Regions from separate parts of the Mus musculus genome. Here regions 1 and 3 are each linked to region 2. A link is a contact called in public HiChIP or PLAC-seq data. All regions are on one chromosome and are shown on one strand. The core of a region is the stretch at or near the end of the contact, and the rest is flanking DNA. Distances in the headings are between cores, read along the strand shown.

Region 1 (3,653 bases), core at 560-3,059, 130 kb before region 2:
CTATACTTGGAAGGTCTAAGAGAGTCCAGTCAGTCAGTAACATTAGGGTTAGGATTGGTCCTGTTCATGCAAAGTTGTGCTTCTGTGAGTGTGTGTACATGTTAAAATTTGTTACCCCAAAGCAATATTTAAGGTGCTTTCTTGGGTGTTGGTGGTCCATGGATGTGTCTGATACCCAAACATGCTAGTAGTTCAGGATGCTTGTGCCAGGTGAGGCTGGACAAGGCTACACTTTTCTTGATGTTTCCTCAAACTGTTAGTGTTTCTGTGGCAGTCTACTTAACCCCAGGCTGTTTTGGATTTTCATGTTTCTGTTGGTGATTTCTATTTAGAATGTTCTCAGTTGTAGGGCTGGTATGTGTTTAGTGTTCCTAAGGATGGGCTGTGATGTGTCTTAGGAAGAAATATCTGTATGTTAGAAAGCCACTGTTGCCTGTGACTAATGCTTATAAGGTAGCCATATACTAAAAGGTTTCTTTTAAAAACTAGAAACATAAATAACAAAGTTACGTGTTGATCGTTTGAGCAAAGTATGTTGGGAACCTGTAGGAACCTGCCTCTGAACATCTGGCAGGATTAAAGGCAGGTAAATGCTAATGGGGTGATCAAAGCCATCTTGTACCTTAGGACAATCACCTTGATCAGTGAGGGGCCCTTTGAGAAACCCTTTGCTCCTTTCTAGTCCTCCAAAGTGTGTGAGAGGCCTGTTGGGTTCTGAAGGGTCTTGAACCCGTGTTTACTGTTGGTGTGCATCTTTGCAAGTGTGGGTATGTGGACCAGAACCACACACCAGCAGTAGAACTCAGGTGAAAAGAAATCCGTGCGCAGCGCATTCTTCCCTCAGAAGTCCCGCTGTTCCTTCATTTGATACCAGTGGGCTCTGTGGATCCATGTAGAACCGTGTAGATCCCAGTAGCTTTTCACTGGCTTCCTGAGCTGGTGCCCTGGCAGCATACAGTCGGTGTTAAAAACAGGCTCCATGGGAACCTACTGTATGTGGCAAGAGTGGCTTTTACGTCTATAGAAGGCTTTGCATTTCAATGTATATTATTCTGTAGGTTCAACAAAAAGTATTTAATTTTTAAAAAGCTCATGTGTGTATGTATGTGTGTGTGGTGTTATCTACTTTTCTGTATTTTGTATAACTTTTATTTTGTCACTTACAAGAAAAAAGGATTGAAGGAAGTGATAGAACAAAACAGGCTCTGTTTAGGGAAGTGTTTTTTTGAGGTCATTTGGCTAGACAGTGAATGAAAGAGGCAGAATTTCCGGTATGGGCTTTTGGTAGGGGAACTGAAGTCCGCCACAAGGCCTGGGTTCAGTGTTTACAGAGTCATTGTAAAGTGACTCTGACTTACAGAATAATGGGTAATATTCAACAATACATGAAACTTTAGAAAATCTCTGTGTGTGTGTGTGTGTGTGTCCACATCTGTCTGTCCGTGTTCACCTGCCTGTTTTATCATCATTCTGTCCTGCTGTCTGTGGTGTCTGTCTGTGGTGTTTAGGCCTGGTGTGTTTATGTATTTAATTGTGGTAAGATACACATAATATTTAGTCTTTCAATTAGGTTCACAGTTCAGCACTGTTTAGTGCATTCAATAATGATAAATGATGGGGCTTCTAGAATTCTTACTGTCTGGCAACCCTGAAACTCTGTCTGTGTCCAGTAAACAGTACCCCTGTCTCTCTTTATCCCAGTCTCTTGAAATTGCTGTCTTGCTTTGCCTTGTTATGCATTTGATGACTCCAAATAAGTCACATAAGCCACACACATGGCATTTATGGTTCTGCTTTTTGGTGACTGGCTTATTTAATTTGGCACAGTGTGAGAAAGCCGGGCATCATGGCACGCACTTGTTAGAGCTGTAGGACTTGGTGTTCAGCCAGCCTAGCCTAACCAAGGAGGCCCTGGTCCCAGGTAGAGAACCTATCTCAAACCAAAGTGGAGGGGACCCTGTACACACACACACACACACACACACACACACACACACACACACACACACACACACAGAGGATGTAGGTGGGGAATCCTGTTCTGTTTTCCCACACTAAGACCATGCCTGTGCGATGATGATTCTTGTTCTTTAGAAATAAGAGTTTGTTTCCTTGTCTGCCTGGGCTTTTGGTCATAGTAGCATAAGCAGTGTTATTTCTAAGCATCTTTATGTTTGGTAACTGTATTCTCAACCTGCCTCTTCCTCTTTCTCTTTTTTCCTCCCTATGAACATCTGGGCTTGAGATGTTTCGTGTTTTATAATGGTTTTCTCAGATAGTTGCCCGGCTTCCAGCTGGAAGGAGCAGCCAAGCTGAGGTCAAGACTGAACCACACGGTCGGTCCTTTGAAAGGATGCCTTTTTAAATCATGTTTGCTCACCTTTTCGTAGGCCATGGTCATTACTGTGCTTGCCCAGGGTTCCGTTCGTGACTGACCCAGCAGGGAGCTTTCTACACTTCCCAAGCAAGAAGTGCATTCTTAAACCTTAGCATTTGTTTCAAGTGAGCAATGAATGCATACAGTTATTTCTAATTTATACAGAATGCCTACTCCTGGTTCTGGTCCATGTCTTGCTTATTTCATCTCCTCCTGCATCAGAGAGACAGAGGCTCTAGCTTACGCTGCTCTTGAACTCCTTGGTAGCCCAGGATGACCTCAGACTTCAGATTGCTCCATTTCTACCTCCTGTAGCGTTTTGAGATTACAGGCGTGTGCCACCACACCTGGCTCTTATACACTACTGGAGATCAAGCCCAGAACACCTTGCATGCACTGCCAGCCTAGCCATGTTCCTGGGTCTCATCATGTGCTGTAGTCACAGAGCCAGGGAGTGGGGAGGAGGGAGAGGAGGGAGGAGGGAAGAGGAAGTAGGAGGTAGGATGGACAGGCCTTCCTTCCCATGTGGTCTTCAGTGCATGGGATGTCAGACAGAAACCCGACCTGCCTCAAGACATCGCCCCCCCCCCCCCAACTGGTAGTTGGTGCCCATCTACTGAGACCAAGTTTTTCAGTGATTTTTTTTTCCTTCATAATTTTTTTCTAACTTCTTTTTGTGAAGCTCTTATTTATTTTTAAATACATTTTCAATTGAATAGATCTTAAGTATATTTTCAAATTAAGATATAATGACACCACTTCCTTCCTTCCTTCCCTTTCCCCAACTCTGTTCCATTTTCTTTCGCTGGGAAACAGCCTGTTTGATCAGCCTAAGAAGAATTCATACTTGGTATTTTGTGTTTGTGTCCCGGATCTTCTGTCTTGCCACACTGTCATCCAATTCTAGCTGTGGATCCAGCTCTGCTTTAATGGCGACTGTCCTTGATGGAGACTCAAAAGGTCAGACTCACTCTCTAAACATGAGAAGCTAGGCGGATGTCTTTGGTTCAAGTTGAACAGAGCCATGATTTGGGGCATGAGGAAAGTCTTTGGAGAGAATCTAGCTTCCTTGTATAACTGAGTGAGTTTGCTGCAGTGCGTGCTTTCATCATGTTGGGATCACTATGTTGACTGTGTGATGTGGAGTTGAGCCCGATGTCTGCTGAAGGTGGAGGGCAGCGTCTGCATCAGTCTGTAGACCGACCACCCAGCCTCTCCTTGCAGTTCATCATGTTTACTGCTTTGGATGGGAGGCCTGACTTCTTGTACACTGATC
Region 2 (3,684 bases), core at 63-2,562:
AAGAATATTAAGTTTTTGCCTCTAGATGGCTGTTTCTAGATAGCTTTTTATCTTAATAATATGTTGCTTCTGTATGTTTCCCTTTTTAGCCTAAACTCAGCATGGCCAAGTGCAGGAGGAACGTGGAAAACTTCTTGGAAGCGTGCAGGAAACTTGGCGTTCCCGAGGTAACACCAGACTTAGTTCAAATGGCCACGTTTTGATAAAAAACGTCAGCCTAGCTGTTTGAACCATGAATAGACATCTTTTTGTTTGTTTGTTTGTTTTGCATCTTTTTTTTTTCAGTTTCAAGAGATACCTTCAAATAAATAACCTACATTTTTTTTTTTAAACTGAAGTTGCTCTATTGCAGTTTAACTAAAATGGTCTTACATATCTTTTCAATTCTAAGAAAAAGGTGGAAAATCATTTAGTGTTAGAAAATGTGAAATTCCAAATTGGAAAGAAAAAGCTCTAATATTGGTGAATTACAGAGTAGCTAAGAGAAGCAGGCCTTCCTTAGCCCTGGCTGCTTTGCAAAGTCCATTAATTGCTGGATTTCATTCCCAGTATTTTAAGATATGAATCAAACTAATGTTCATTAAAAATCCAGTGATTGTTATCATCGGTGATGAAGATGCATAGGCCTGTGTAGGGTGCTAACTACTGACATTTTCGTTTTATCCTGTAGTCTACTCTCAGCCCGTTTGGCAGTCCTCTGTAGCCTGCCTAATGATACAGTTTACCTTTTCCCTGTCCCCGGCTCAGTCCCACTGGCCTCCTTGAATGGGTACTTGGAGCGTTCAGAGACTTCCCTATTTAATTTAAGATAAAACGACTCCAGGATTTAGGCAGCAGCGGCACCAATTAACATGATCTTTGTCACAATGGTGAACAGAAATGAGAAGTTACTTTTCTTATGGCTTCTTTGTTTCCTTAATGATAAAGATAAAGTAACTTAAAAAGCAAACAGTTAAACAAACAAATAAAAAGCCAAAACAAACAAACAAACAAACCTCTTCTGAGAGACTCTGAGCTCATGAATCACATTTCAAAGTATACTACACAGGCTATTAAAGTCCACCCAGCAGCCCTTTCTTCCTACCCATCCCCTATTTTTCTTTTTTTTTTCCCCCTCCTTCTTATTTTAGCTTAGGGGACGGTTAGGATTCCAGTGTTATTTGAGAAAAGGGAGACTATATTTAAAGTGTTCTTACATCAAGCTGTGTCGATGAAGAGAAATTTACCAATTCTGTTTTTGAAAAACAAAACCTAATCTTTATATACTGGCCACAATGTCTCGGCGACCACTTCTGCTTTCAACTGTGTTCATCTGTGCGTCTGTCTTGCGTGTGTGTGTTTGAATATTGCACAAACATCTTGGCTTCAGATATTTGTGAACACACAGCTTTTCTGATAATTTGATTCTACCGTGGGCTCGTGGGGGCTCCCACTGTGAATCAGAAACCCTTCAAGCCAATTTCATGTGGTAAATTACTTGTGTCTGCACTGGAAAGCCCTCATGAATTATGAAGGAGCGTCCTTGTCACTGTCATGACTGGCTTACTCTGGGAAAAAATGGAATGCGAGTGCCCTTACTCACTTCCTGTGAGAAAAAGAAGGAAGGAAGGGAAATTAGATTACCATAAAAAGAGCAAAAAATCAGAATTTCTGAGTTATGCCCCTTCTGTGGTGCTTCTAACAGTGTAGGTAACTTATAATTCTCAAGAAGGGTAAAAGCAAGTGAGTAACACAGAATCCCATGTCCCAGTTAGCTATATACTTAGTTATTTTTAATTCAGTGAGTGGTTTTCAGCAAGGAAGGCATCATGCATGAGTGGAAAACCAGAACTCCCCGATTGGAAGGTAGTCCACAAGTCTTCCTGCTCGACTCACAACAGAACATTTTCATCTCACAAATATATGAGGCATTGTTTCCCTCCAGGGGATGACATGAAGCCCATCTCTTCTCTAAGATTGCATTCGTTCTGTTCCTTGGGAGAATCACGGTTTGGAACTATAGCCTAAAGTCAGCGTAAACCGTTTTAAGTTTATCAGGTACTCAGGGACATGTGCAGGAGCTGAGCAGATTCAGCTAAACCATTGCATGCAAAGTCCATCGACGGGCTGGGAACAGTTTTTGAAGTTGTTCTTACTATAATAGCTTCAGAAGTCTCCACCAGTACAGTCCTTGATATTTGCCCCGAAGTTGGGCAGTGTTTGTGAAACCTTTATGGATGGTTAAACAGTTGATCCTCAGAACCAAGTTGTAGGCTGTTGATTATCTAGGACATATGTCTGTGTGGGGTATGGGAAGGCAGCCTTTCAACTCACTAGGTGGATAGCAGAGGGTGTGGCACGTTAAGCCCATCCCTGACAGTAGCCTGGGAAGAGTAGCTCTGGACTGGCTCTCATGCACACATGGCTTCTTTGGTAGACTCGATTCCAAACTGTAGACAATATCAGGTAACAAAGCAGTACCCTGTGTGGGGCTAAGGCTACAGGTCGTATTTGCAGCTATCTTTGGTATCCGTGCAAGCATCACTTTAGTCTTGAGGACAATGCCTTATGGGCTCCTAGATCTTTCACAGTAGAGTCTTTGTATCACCCAAGCATCCGAATCTGGTGACGTCTTAGGCCCACGAAGCCATGTATACCTCTGAGCTTCCTTTGTTGTTTCTGAGTCAGCTTGGTCCTCCTGCCTTCTGGTTTGCATGTACCAGGCTCCCTGTTAGCTATCATCCCACATTTTGGCTACTTTAGGAATATTACTGGTAGTCTCTCAGGCTGAGAGGAGTCTTTGATCGATGAAGAATCAACCACCTATGTCATACAGTAGATATTGCTGTGGCTCAGTGAGAATGTTTTCACAAGGTTTAAAATAAGCTAGCCATGGCCTCAGGACTTGGTAGGAATGGTCTTTCTTTTAACCGGGTACCTGTTTAGAATGGCGGGAGAGTTGTATCTTGGGTCAGAAAGGTACTTTACTTTAGAAAGTTGGGATTCTGACCAGCTAGCTGTGGGTGTGGACGCATTATCAGGCACTGGCTCTTCTTGCCTTGTTGGCAACCCGGTCATGTCAGAAGGATGCGAGGCCACGAGTTTTCATTCCCAATCCACACGGACAGGCTATTGGATGGATCTCAATTTCTGCACCAAGTAGAGTTAAGAAGACATTGTGAATTACATTCAGAGGTTTCCTCCTTTTCAGCATCTTTTAGTAATTGGACTTGAGTTTTGTAGTGAGGTTTGTTTTTTTTTAACTGAAAGTAATATTTAGAAAAGCAGTCCTGTATCTCACGTGGTGTGAAGGGTCAGGAGGTTCCACAGATGTAATAACTGATCAGAGTTTTGTTATGGGAAATTGAAACTATAGTTTTGTTTCTGCTTTTAGGAGAAATGAGTGTCTTATTTTCTTCAAGTTTGTCTCATTTGCCCACAGATCAGTGACTTTAGTTATCACTTTAAATTCACATCAATAGTTCTCTGGAGCATGGAAATGAGATTCTTGACATGATATTTATTTTTCTTCTGGAGCCTCATTGGATAGCTCTGTAGTTGGAGGAGGAAATGCGAGCTGGCAGGTGGATTATTTTACTGATTTTTAAGTTCATGCTTTTGGAAGACCCTATCTACCATTTAAAAATGCTCATCTTCTTTTAAAGATTTGTTTTTCTCTTTAATTGTGAGCGTGTATGTGGGTCT
Region 3 (3,790 bases), core at 1,190-3,689, 240 kb before region 2:
TGACAGGCACCCATGTGGCTCAGGTTTATTCCAGAGAGAATAAATGGTTCTTTAAGAAGAACTGCTTAGATGTCAACAGTCGCACAGTCAACCATGCCAATCTCTACATTAGACTTATGAATCTATTTTTAGTGACAAGGGAAACTATTCAAATTAATCTGTTGCGTTATGTGTGTGCATTCAGATGAACCCGGGCATGGGCCGGTAGGCTGCTGTCACTCTTTAACCTTTGACTTAGCTTCCTACCATCAAAAGAAGTTCTTTCTACTTGAATACTTGCCTATCACTCCTACAGACTCCTGCCTGTGTGAAAACAAACAAACAAGGGGGCTGGAGAAATGGTTCAGTAGTTAAGAGCATGTGTTGTTCTTGCAGAGGTCACAAGTTCAAGTCCTGGCACCCACCTGGTGGCGCACAGTCATCTATCGCTGGAGGATCTGAGGCCTTCTTGTGATCTCCTTAGGCACCAGACACACACATGGTACACAGACATACATGCAGACAAAACACGAATACATAAAATAAAATAAATCTAATTTTAAAATCATGCAAGATTACAGAACGAAACTCATCGTGTCTAAGCCTTCGTTCTGTAAAACTCAAATTCCATCAACGTTCCTCGTACCCCTTCCTCAACTCTATACAGATTCTGAAGAAATGAATGAGAAGACACAGTTCCTTTTTGTTGTTATTGTCGGTTTTTTTTTTTTTTTTTTTTTTTTTTTTTTTTTTTTTTTGATACAGGGTTTCTCTGCATAGCCCTGGCTGTCCTGGAACTCACGTTGTAGACCAGGCTGGCCTCGAACTCAGAAATCCGCCTGCCTCTGCCTCCCAAGTGCTGGGATTAAAGGTGTGCACCACCACTGCAGGCAACACAGTTCCTATTATCTAATAATAAAAGATTTTGAGGAGCAGGGTCAGGTGGCACGGCAAAGAGGAACTGAGAGCTGGGGGTGGGGGGAATGAAGAAACAGACGTGCTTTGACCCTTGCCACACGGAATTATGAAAAGACCAAGCTTGCATGGAGCATCTGCTGGCCACTGCAGACAGGAGCTGTGGCCACAGTGCTGGTCACTTTCTTGTAAAGGCCACACGTAAGGCTTTCCCAGGATACCTCTGTCCCTTCAGTTCATTAATCTTTCTAACTCTCAGGGGAACGGAACCTGTGTTCTCCCCTCTCACCAAGGGAACTGGGGTCATGGAGGTGCCTTGACGACTATTTGGACTTGGGACTTGTCTAAGAAATCCCAAGTTTACTAACTGGGCCCCAAACCTTTGCTCTCTCGAACCACAACTTCAACTGAAGATCTAGCACTTGGCAGTGTAACTTGCCATAGGGGCACCTCCAGAATACATGGGGAGGTATATTGTTTTGTTTGCTTGGTTTTGGTTTGTTTGATTTTGTTTTCTGAGCCTTCGTTCTCATTTAGAGTAATATCCCTTTTCAAGCATTCTCTCTTCCACGGGCAAATCCCTCACCGGGTCAGGGAATTGCTTCAATTCCAGGTCAGCAGGTAGACGGACTTCAGGTGGAGTGTGCTTGCTTACATTGGCGAAACGTTTTTCAGCTACCTTGACAAGTCCAGGGCAGTTGGATATGAGGATGGGGTTCTCAAGGTTCATGCCTTTGAGGAACTGAGAAGAGCCAGGGGACCGCCTGGGTTCGTCTCTGTCCTGCCGCAATGAGGATGCCTGGCTACCTCTCCTGGCCCTTGTTTTGTAAAGTCACACCGCAAAAGTCCTCTTCTCTCCAGAGACAACTTCCCACAGCTCCCAAGCAACCATGACACTGTCCTGAGCGCCTCCAGGAACATGGGTCACCCTAAGTCATCTCTCCCTAGCCCAGGGCTTCTCATCTGCACTGTGCCTTGCTTCCTGCAGGCAGGCCAGTAGGGCTCGCCAGCGCTGCTTCAGGACACCTTCAGGGGTCACTGCCTTGAGGACAGGCAGCTAGGACAGGGATGCAGCCAGGACGCTGCGGGGACGCCAGTTATCTTTGCTTCCCTCCGCCCGCGACACTCGTGATCTGAAAAGCTCGGGGAAAGCGAAGCCTGAGACTGCGAGAACGCGGAGACACGGGGACGCGCTCCCGAGTGGGCGCCTTTAGACCCACGCCTCACGGACACACTCTGCCCTCGGACGCCACCGACCCGCCAACCCTGGGTGTAATAAACACGAAAAACAAACTTGGCACAAATGAGCTCCCCGCCCCCAACTCCCAAGCTGCGGCTCCCCCCACCTCCCAACTCGGATGTGTAGGAGCTCAAGTCAGAGAACCTCGCGGGGACCGCGACTTACCTACGCCTCCTGGCCGTTTTATCCACCAAATAGCCACCTTGCCCCGTGGCAGCGACAGGTTCGGATCACCTCCTCCGTGTGCCAACAGCTCCGAGGTTCTGATGGTGCAGAGAGAAGCTGCCAACGAATACAGAAAGTTTTCACCAATAGAAACCGAAGTTCTCTCGACTTCGAACGTGCAACTGCCCTCAGCTCCTCTAGGTGGCGCACGGTGCTCTTTGGGGAAAGAACTGGGACTCTTAATCCTGCACACAGCTCCAGCATCCCAAGTCATCTCTGCTAAAATTGGGAAATGGATCCCTGCTTCGCCTACAGGGCTCCGTTCTCAAAACCTACTTCCATCGCTTTTGACGGTCCCTTGGTTTTGTTCATTGACTTGTCCAGGTCGTGGAGCAAATACAATGATATTTTGGATTATTTGTTTAACATCTCTGAAACACCTTCAGTCCCTGGGGCATCCTAGTTTGGATGGTTTAAACTTAACTAGTTGTTGCCTCTTCGGAGTAAGTTAGAAAACAATAAGACAAAGTCAGCTGAATACTAGCTGTCCATCATTGTCTTCCCCTTCCCGTGTGGCCGGTTTACTTGGGGGTTACACTGGGTTAGACCTGGAAAGATCCTGAGTTATCTGACCACCCTCTGGGAAAACCTGACATTAAAAGGTCAGAAAGAGGAGCTGGTGTGGAAGCAGAAGGATTGAAACTTTGATGCCAACAAAAGCTACATGGCAAGACTATTTCAAGACAAGTTAATAGACAAACAGTGCAAGTTAGTGCTAATGCTGTTGCTCGGCTGCTGAGCTTGCTTCCTTTTCTGTTTAAGTATCCTTGAAGCCACCCCTGATGGAAACAAATCATCTGTTTCAAAGCTAAGGGATATGTGGCTTACAGTGTTGTATAACTCATCTGAGGTCCCATAGCTAGATAGCACAGTCAGACTTGTTAAGGTAGGTGTATCTGGCAGGAGATCTTATATCCAATTTCTTTCTTTTTTTTTAAGATTTATTTATTTATTATATATAAGTACACTGTAGCTATCCTCAGATACTCCATAAGAGGGTGTCAGATCTCATTACGGATGGTTGTGAGCCACCATGTGGTTGTTGGGATTTGAACTCAGGACCTTCTCGACAGCCCTTATATCCAATTTCTATGAAGCATCAAATAAGCCGACAAATTATGAAAAGGGGACTATGTGAGAAACTTGATTCAGGAATATCTAAAAGGAGAGAAATCAGAGCACAGGACATGGAGAAAGAATCTTACAGTGAATGTCATGCTGAGCACATTAAAGTTTGAATCTGGGGCCTGGAGAGATGGCTCATCAGTTAAAAGCACTGACTGCTCTTTCAGAGGTCCTGAGTTCGAATCCCACAACCACATGGTGGCTCACAGCCATCTGTAATGAGATCTGATGTCCTCTTCTGGTGTGTCTGAAGACAGCTACAGTATATGAACTGGGCTTCCTTATATATAGTAAATAATAAAGAAA

The links. HiChIP or PLAC-seq counts read pairs in DNA pulled down with a chosen protein or histone mark.
Region 1: an H3K4me3 HiChIP or PLAC-seq map of bone marrow-derived macrophages shows a contact between it and region 2, with 4 times the contacts expected there. The contact joins two enhancer-like sites. A contact is called at or near these places in 1 of 15 datasets of contacts at CTCF or cohesin (large pre-B cells), 2 of 484 Hi-C or Micro-C datasets (CD4 T cells and cortical neurons), 3 of 115 datasets of contacts at active chromatin or transcription factors (bone marrow-derived macrophages, cardiomyocytes and microglia) and 3 of 9 other capture datasets (adipose tissue, embryonic stem cells and liver).
Region 3: an H3K4me3 HiChIP or PLAC-seq map of bone marrow-derived macrophages shows a contact between it and region 2, with 4 times the contacts expected there. The contact joins the promoter of Rubcnl here to the enhancer-like site in region 2. A contact is called at or near these places in 23 of 39 promoter capture datasets (the 3T3-L1 cell line, 3T3-L1-derived adipocytes, the HPC-7 cell line and 15 more), 6 of 15 datasets of contacts at CTCF or cohesin (CD8 T cells, the NIH/3T3 cell line, embryonic stem cells and 1 more), 12 of 484 Hi-C or Micro-C datasets (the CH12 cell line, Sertoli cells, bone marrow-derived macrophages and 5 more), 11 of 115 datasets of contacts at active chromatin or transcription factors (bone marrow-derived macrophages, embryonic stem cells, forebrain and 5 more) and 6 of 9 other capture datasets (adipose tissue, bone marrow-derived macrophages, embryonic stem cells and 3 more).

The regions. Positions count from the first base shown.
Region 1 is chr14:74,903,792-74,907,444 of GRCm38.p6, reverse strand. The region is part of intron 1 of Lrch1 (leucine-rich repeats and calponin homology (CH) domain containing 1); the gene reads left to right. Among named protein-coding and RNA genes, the nearest start is that of Gm10847, 17 kb to the left of the region's middle. Within about 2 kb of position 1,809, at least 62 of the 459 cell types and tissues checked have an H3K27ac peak or open chromatin away from gene starts, as enhancers often do. A contact at or near this core is called in bone marrow-derived macrophages, where this site is marked.
Region 2 is chr14:74,772,064-74,775,747 of GRCm38.p6, reverse strand. It overlaps Lrch1 (leucine-rich repeats and calponin homology (CH) domain containing 1), which reads left to right. Exons shown (of 19, transcript NM_001252132.1): 18 at 90-167. Among named protein-coding and RNA genes, the nearest start is that of Esd, 42 kb to the right of the region's middle. Within about 2 kb of position 1,312, at least 21 of the 459 cell types and tissues checked have an H3K27ac peak or open chromatin away from gene starts, as enhancers often do. A contact at or near this core is called in bone marrow-derived macrophages, macrophages and neutrophils, where this site is marked.
Region 3 is chr14:75,014,676-75,018,465 of GRCm38.p6, reverse strand. It overlaps Rubcnl (RUN and cysteine rich domain containing beclin 1 interacting protein like), which reads right to left and starts at 2,439. Exons shown (of 14, transcript NM_198642.2): 1 at 2,300-2,439.